Regions from separate parts of the Mus musculus genome. Here region 2 is linked to region 1. Evidence: chromatin contacts called from public HiCAR-type data. All regions are on one chromosome and are shown on one strand. The core of a region is the stretch at or near the end of the contact, and the rest is flanking DNA. Distances in the headings are between cores, read along the strand shown. Region 1 holds the start of Tmem268 (transmembrane protein 268). Region 2 overlaps Astn2 (astrotactin 2).

Region 1 (3,192 bases), core at 60-2,559:
ATTGAGGAGGGTTGCTTCACAGGCAGGGTTGGGGGTGGGGCGGGGCTAGGCCACAGCTTGTTGCTGTTTCCTTTTCAATAGCCGGGTCAGCATTTAGAAGTCTCAGCACCCTTGGGTCTTTTGTTCCCAGGCCTCTACATTACTGTTTAGCAAGTTGATCAAACTACATGGGAGGCTCCCACGAACTGTTTTCTACTGCCCAGGGCAAGGCTGGCACAGAGCAGGTACTCAGTGCTGATTTGCTCACAGATAAGTTCATTTTCAGTAGCCTGCCACCTTGATCCTCACTTGTCCCCGTGGGCACCTCCATGGGATATGCTAATTTGGGTTTTCAATTCATTCTCGCTGCCTGGAAACATCCTGCAGGCACATGTAAGTCCTGTGGTCTGGAAGTCCTCAAGAGTTGTTAAAAGGAAGAAATGTGTTTGTGTCTCTCTGTGTGTACAAGACCACTTGTAGAGACAAGGGCAGTGGCATGTACTGCCCTAGTCCTTCCTGTAAGCAAGGGTGGGAACCACCTGTGCATTCATCGATCCCCTGAAAAAGAAACCAGGCTGTTGGTGCAGCAACCAAGTGCCCACCGTCTTTGTTGAAAGACAATGTTTGGTGGCTAATAGGATATAAACACGTACTCCAAAGAAAAGTACATGTAGTTAGCCAGGTCTGCTGTTGTCAGAACAACCCACCAAGGTGAACCCAAGACTAGTGATTTACCTGGAAAAAGAAGCAGGCCATCACAGATCCTTTTAAATCTCAAGGAGCGGGGTGTGCAAGTGTGTGTTTGAACACCTCACACATTATTTCGTAAAGATCTCACACAATTTCACAGCACTGTCTCAACTAAAGATTTTTAAAGAAAACGCAGATACAAAGTGGAGACTACACCGACGCTTTCAATACTGAACACCGTTTTTCATTAAAAACAAGCCTGGAAGAAACTTCTGGTCCCGAGTGTGCCTCATGCATCGGATCCCATGACTTTGTCACTCGGGACAGGCCTCCCCGCCCCGCTCCTTCACTGCAGGGACGAGCTCAGATCTCATGCACGTGGCGGGCGCAGGGCCCCTACCGGCGCCCTGGGGGAGCGTGGCTGATGAAACGCTCCGGGCTCGGCCCGAGAGACGCTCCTGCCGTAGGGCGACTCGGCGGAGACCGGCTGGGGCGACGCGCCCCAAAAAGGGCGCGCGGGGACGGCGGGGGCGGCGGCGCCGGGACGCCGCGGCGTACAAGGGGCATGGAACCTCTGACCCTGAGCGGCCCGGGCGGCAGCGCGGCGGTGAGTGTGCGCGAGCCGTGCGCGTGCCCGCGCGTCCGCGCTCCCGCGCTCGGGGGTTGGGGCCGCGGGGCCTGCGTGCGCGTCCCTCCGCTCAGGCTCGGGTGACCTCTTCCCGCCCCACGCGTCAGGCGTGGGATCTGCAGGGCAGGGCGGGTGATTTCTGGGGTAAAGGAACCCCAAGGCCAGAGGGCAGAGATCGGGGAGCCTGCTGCCCAAGCCCGAGGCCAGGTACGGTGGGAGACGCCGGGCCGGGCCGCGCCGAGCCGGCTTTCTGTTTTGGCTCCCTCCGGGTTTGCTCCCTGACCTTGGATAGTCGGCTTTCTCTTCCGGGGCTTAATGTTCTCATCATTGAAATGGGGCGTTTGAACTCCTTGTCCAGCCAGGTTTTTCTGCCCTAAACTTTTGGGGGACTGCTGCTTCTCTGATGTGTTGGACTTGCATTGTAATTAATGAAGCTGAGTTAGAAGAAGGAAATCCATTTTTTTTTTTTCTTTCTTTCCTTTCAGGATATGTTAGGCGCTCAGATGTTGGTGAGGCTGGCAGGCACTGTGCAGAGATGAGACCTCTTGGGGGCTTGAGTCTGCACAGCCCGCAACTGGAAAATCTGGTTGCAATGTGGGTTCCCAGAGGAACTCGGTCGGCAGTCACTTGCTCCCTCTGTGCTTTGCTTACCATGGTGTGGGGCTCCCTTACTTGTGTGCTGAAGATTGGAGCAGAGCTGAGGAGGTGGTAAATGGTTAGCATTTGCCATTGGGGTCCTGCCTGACCCCTCATGGCCCTGTAGCCTCGGTACTTGGATGAGAATGTACACGGGGAGCCCTGGACCCATCCTGACCTCTGAGTCGAGTCCATTCAGTTCTGTGTGGCTCCTTTCAGTCTCCTCCTTGGCGAAGCAGCCCATTTAGGCAGCCCAGGGAGTCTGTCGTCCTCCACCTTTGCTGCCTAGTTTCCTCCTCCTCATCTCTCTGGCAGTTCTGAGTGTGTTTTCCCCAGTGGATGGTGATCCCTGCAGGGGAGGGCTGAGCAAACGCTCCATGTTCCACTCCTGGTTTTACAGTCCAGGGGCTGGCCCTAGAAGGTTCTCAGGGAATGTTTGTGGCATAGGTTGATGACAGCTACCTTCTCTCAGTAATCAACCTTTTCCCAAGTGTGGATCTCATGGACGTGGAACCCATAGGGCAATCCTAAGTGTCTGTCCTTGTCTCCTTTCCAGGAAATGGAGGCAGAGAGAAGTCTTGTTACCTTGCTCAAGGCTACCCAGGTGGGAAGTGGTTGGGCTGGGCAGGTTACTTTTAGCCAACACACACAAACTTGGGTGTGTGACTGGAGTCTGCTGATTGGGTCTCTGTGGGCAGCTGAGGGGGCTGATGTGGGTGCTGTGATTTCTGCCCCCGACACAATGCTTCATTGTGGCATTTTGCAACCAGTGGATCCTTCTGTGCAGCCCCGGGCTTGAGCAACTCCAGTCTGTGTCAGCTCCTCCCAGCCTTTTCAACACTCCAGTGTTGGGAGGCTTCACCGAGAGGGCCTGAGTCCTCGGCCAGGAGTACAGATGTCAGGGTTGGGTCTGCCTTGTGGCCTACCTAGCAGTTGCTCAGAGGCAGCAGAGGGGCGCAACCTTGTGGCCATTGTGCCTCTTGGGTCTATAGAAAGAGCAGGCGCACTAAGATAGGCTGGTAAGTACTCCTTTGTTTGAGACCGCTGTTGTGAGTTGGACTGAGCATGAGCCGCAAGGAGACTCAGGCTGACTGGACTTGGTTTCTATATCACTGCCTAGGAATTGTGGTTTCTTCTGACCCACTCGAAGATGATTCCATGAATTAGCTGGAAAGGAAGCCAGCCCAAGCGTGGGTGCTGAGGGCTGAGACCCTGGAGTCACTAAAATCCTTCTCCCGACTCTTTGGCTGATAGCCACT
Region 2 (3,637 bases), core at 480-2,979, 2.0 Mb after region 1:
GCAGGGAAGAACATTAGCTATTCCATTAATTATTCCTCTGTAGACATTACAACTGTGAAAGCTAAGTTTCTGATCCAACCCCACCCTGTGGCTAAAGTCATCTTTCCAAAAGGCAAACCATGTAGCTGTTTCCTGCTTTAAGCTCCTCCGTGATAATTCCCTACTCTTAAGATAGAAATCAAAACTATTCAGCCATGTATATAATATGAGGTCTAGACAAGCCGCTGCCTCTCTAGACTAATCTTACAGTGCCCCAACTCATTTTCCTCTTATCTGCTGCCATGACCTTTAAGTTCCTTGCATACACCCTATGTCTTTCTCTCAGTTCAGGCACACACTTAGTCTCCCTACAAAATGCTTCCCTTCCATCTCCTCCCGGGTGACTTCTATTCATGACCCACATCTTAGTTCAAATGTTAATTCCTCAGAAAAATCTCCCCAAACTTCCTATACCTTTAATGTATATTAAGGTTTCTTTTTACAGATTCGTATTGCACCCTGACTTCTGTAACCTCTGTCTCAAAAATGTAAAGTCCAGGAATGAAAATACAGGATCAATTTTTGCTGATGTTCCAGATCCACCTCACATAGTTCATGATCCATGATAAGATTTTAAGCACACTCCCTCCTACCCTCTGCCTCCAGGTCTAGGGATTAATCTAAAGGTCCTTCCTCATGGTAAGCAAGTACTCTGCCACTGAACTATATACCCCAAGCACTCTTTGTTTGATTGATTATATGTTTGTTTGTTTGTTTGTTTGTTTGTTTTTGAGACAGGGTTTCTCTGTATAACCCTGGTTGTCCTGGAATTCACTCCGTAGACCAGGCCCATCTTGCACTCAGAGAGCTAACTTCCTCTGCCCCCTAAGTGGTAGGATTAAAGGCGTGCACAACTGCCACCACCATATATGCCACCACCACCACCGCCACTGGGCTTTTCTTTTTCCTTTTAATTTGTGTTTTGAGCTTGAGTCTCACAAGTTACACAAGTTTGCCTCGAACTTACTTTGTAATCCAGAAAGGCCTGAATATTCCAATCCTGCCATTTTAGACCTTTAAATACTTGGGATTAAGGTTCTTTACCATTAGGCCTGGCTTCAAAAGTATTTTCAATAAATGTTTGTTGCATACCTAGTATGCCTGTATGCCCAAGCCACTGGCTAGATTTTCAGAGCAGCAATGAATGCAAGAGTGAGGACTTGGAGTCAGAAGCATGAGAAGTAATTAAGAATTCAGTAGAGATATGATCTCTTCCCAAAGAACGATTCCCCTTTTCTAAGGAAAGTGAGCAGGTAAAGCATGATTAACTTTCTATGTGTTCTGACCTCCTCTAGCTTTGCATGTGGGCCTCTGCATGGCAAGGATAGGAGAGCTGAGGAAAAACAGGCTGTCTATCTTTAACGGGAAAAAGATAAAGAGCATTTTTGAAGAGACTTATCCTCTGTTCACATTTCCCATCCCTCTGAATAATGCTTCCAAAATAGGATCATGTCTGGTTTCAAGCCCGGTTCAGTTCCAATGACACTACAACCCATTCATTTGAGAACCTGCCAAATGAACTCTCTTTTTTCTCCTCCCAAATTCCTGCTGGGTATTATTTTGTTGCCACCAAAAGAAAAAAAAAAAAAAAAAAAAAAAAAGCTTTAGTTGAAATGACAACTCCTTGTTGGGAGAGCAGCCAGAGCTTTTCGGCAGGAGGTGATGGCACCATTTGCCCTTATCCAGAAAACAAAACAAAGGCATCAGACTGAGGACTTCTGGGAGAGCCAGGGCTGCGCGGGTGTTTGTTCAGGACTAGGCAATGGTGCAGGACTTCCTAGTCAGACAAGCTTTGCTTTGGCAATGGGCTCTTACTTGAGGCATTTAAAGGCTCCGTGGGGATGACGGGGGCTCAAATTAGAAACATGAAAAGAGGAGGAAAAAGGGTGAGACTTTTACATCATAAAGAGTGGCCTTTCTTACAACAGTGGCCTTGCTTACAGCAGTGGCCTCCCAGGAATTGCTGAAATGGAATCATCTCTTAGGAGGCGTTATTGTGTCCTGTTGGAGAGAAGCAGTTTAATCCAAGGCCCACACCACACAGAAATCTGAAACAAAGGAAAAATACTCATCTGAAATGTGGCCATTGGAGTCTAGTCTGCTTCATGGTTCATTGTGAACGTTTCAGCCTAACTCAGCCCATGGTCCTCAGCGTGTCCTTGATATGTGACAGTATAAACTAAAAGTCCATGTGAGGATTAAATGAGGTACCTGGCACAGGCTACTCCCTCAGTCAATATGAGCTGCTCTTGTTTGCTGCTGCTGCTGCGCTTGCTATAATTATATTGTTGCTGTTGTAACCGGATGTTAACATTGAAATTTCTATTGATACAGCAAGACGTAACCGAAGGGAGATCCCAACATCAAGCCCATAGACACAGAACTTAAAAATGAATTCTAATTAGGTTTATAACTCTGAAAATCCCAGAAAGCATAAAGGAAGATTTTCATTGAGAGAACTATTAACTATTACCATGTTTGGAGTCTCTAGCATCTTAGGACAGACATACAAGTCCTATGACTTCTACCCCAACATTCTGTGAAGGATCTCTTGGAGTGCTACTTAGAGAATTTGGTACCTGTTGTCAGAAAGTGGGAAGAACAGTAGGCCAGGCTTTACCTTTGCCTGCAGCAATGCTAATGGCCTGTGTTAGAAGAGCAGAAAGGGATTGGCAGAGACACCCAGAGGATTCAGGGATCCTGAAACACTGCTTGTGTTTTCCATGGACAAAAGGAAAGGACAGCATCCAAGCTTTTTGAATCTTCCCTAAGAGCCTCTAAAATGAAACAACCAACCAGAAAACCAGTAACAAAGGTGGATCTGCATCAACCAGCCAAAGAGAAATCACAATGTCCCTAGTCTGAAGAGAAATCTTTAACACTGGGCATCACAGCAGAGACACTTACCCATGACAAAGGGGCTCCTTAAAAAAAAAAAAAAAAAAACTGTTGGAACTGGAAAGGGCAGAGTCAAACAAAGTCTGACCATCGCCGTCCTTAGTTTTCTCTTCTGTTTTGATCATGGAGGTAGAAGAGTAAGAGGTTAGAATTCCAGTGAAGGTCAGCGGTGCCCACTCTCAAGGCCACCACTGAGAGGGGCAAGGGCATTTGACTTGTCAGGTTATATATAGCAGATAGACTGTATAGCTGTACTTGAAAGCATGTTAGCAGTGCAAAATGATAGCCAAGTAGATGTGATCTTAAGTGATTTGTGACTGACCACATTAAATACTTTAAAAGAAGTATGGAAACCAGTACACACACACACACACTCACACACACACACACACACACACACACACACACACACACATGCACGCACGCATGCACGCGCACACACTCACATTTACCGACTTCTTTCAGTTTCTACTGTCAATGGAAATCCTAATTGTGACAGTACTTGCCACATTTGTAACTTATCTGCCATGCCAACATGGACAGCCATCCAAACTGTGGCAATTCTCAACCTAAGCGTCAGACTTAAACTAAGAGGATATGCTATTTGAATGCCTAGCAATATCCAAGCCTGCCCCCTGCTTAATATGCTAAAGCTATCGAACTAGCTAGGTAAAACTCCATCCCGGAGACTGTAGGGCAT

What was found. HiCAR-type assays count read pairs that join an accessible place to other places.
Region 2: a HiCAR-type map of astrocytes shows a contact between it and region 1, with 6 times the contacts expected there. The contact joins the enhancer-like site here to the promoter of Tmem268 in region 1. A contact is called at or near these places in 8 of 39 promoter capture datasets (the 3T3-L1 cell line, 3T3-L1-derived adipocytes, cranial neural crest and 4 more) and 4 of 115 datasets of contacts at active chromatin or transcription factors (astrocytes, embryonic forebrain, large pre-B cells and 1 more).

What each region holds. Positions count from the first base shown.
Region 1 is chr4:63,557,454-63,560,645 of GRCm38.p6, forward strand. Tmem268 (transmembrane protein 268) reads left to right here and starts at 1,310. Exons shown (of 10, transcript NM_001356354.1): 1 at 1,310-1,504.
Region 2 is chr4:65,585,397-65,589,033 of GRCm38.p6, forward strand. All of the region lies in intron 16 of Astn2 (astrotactin 2), which reads right to left. Among named protein-coding and RNA genes, the nearest start is that of Trim32, 18 kb to the right of the region's middle. Within about 2 kb of position 1,730, at least 14 of the 459 cell types and tissues checked have an H3K27ac peak or open chromatin away from gene starts, as enhancers often do. A contact at or near this core is called in astrocytes, where this site is marked.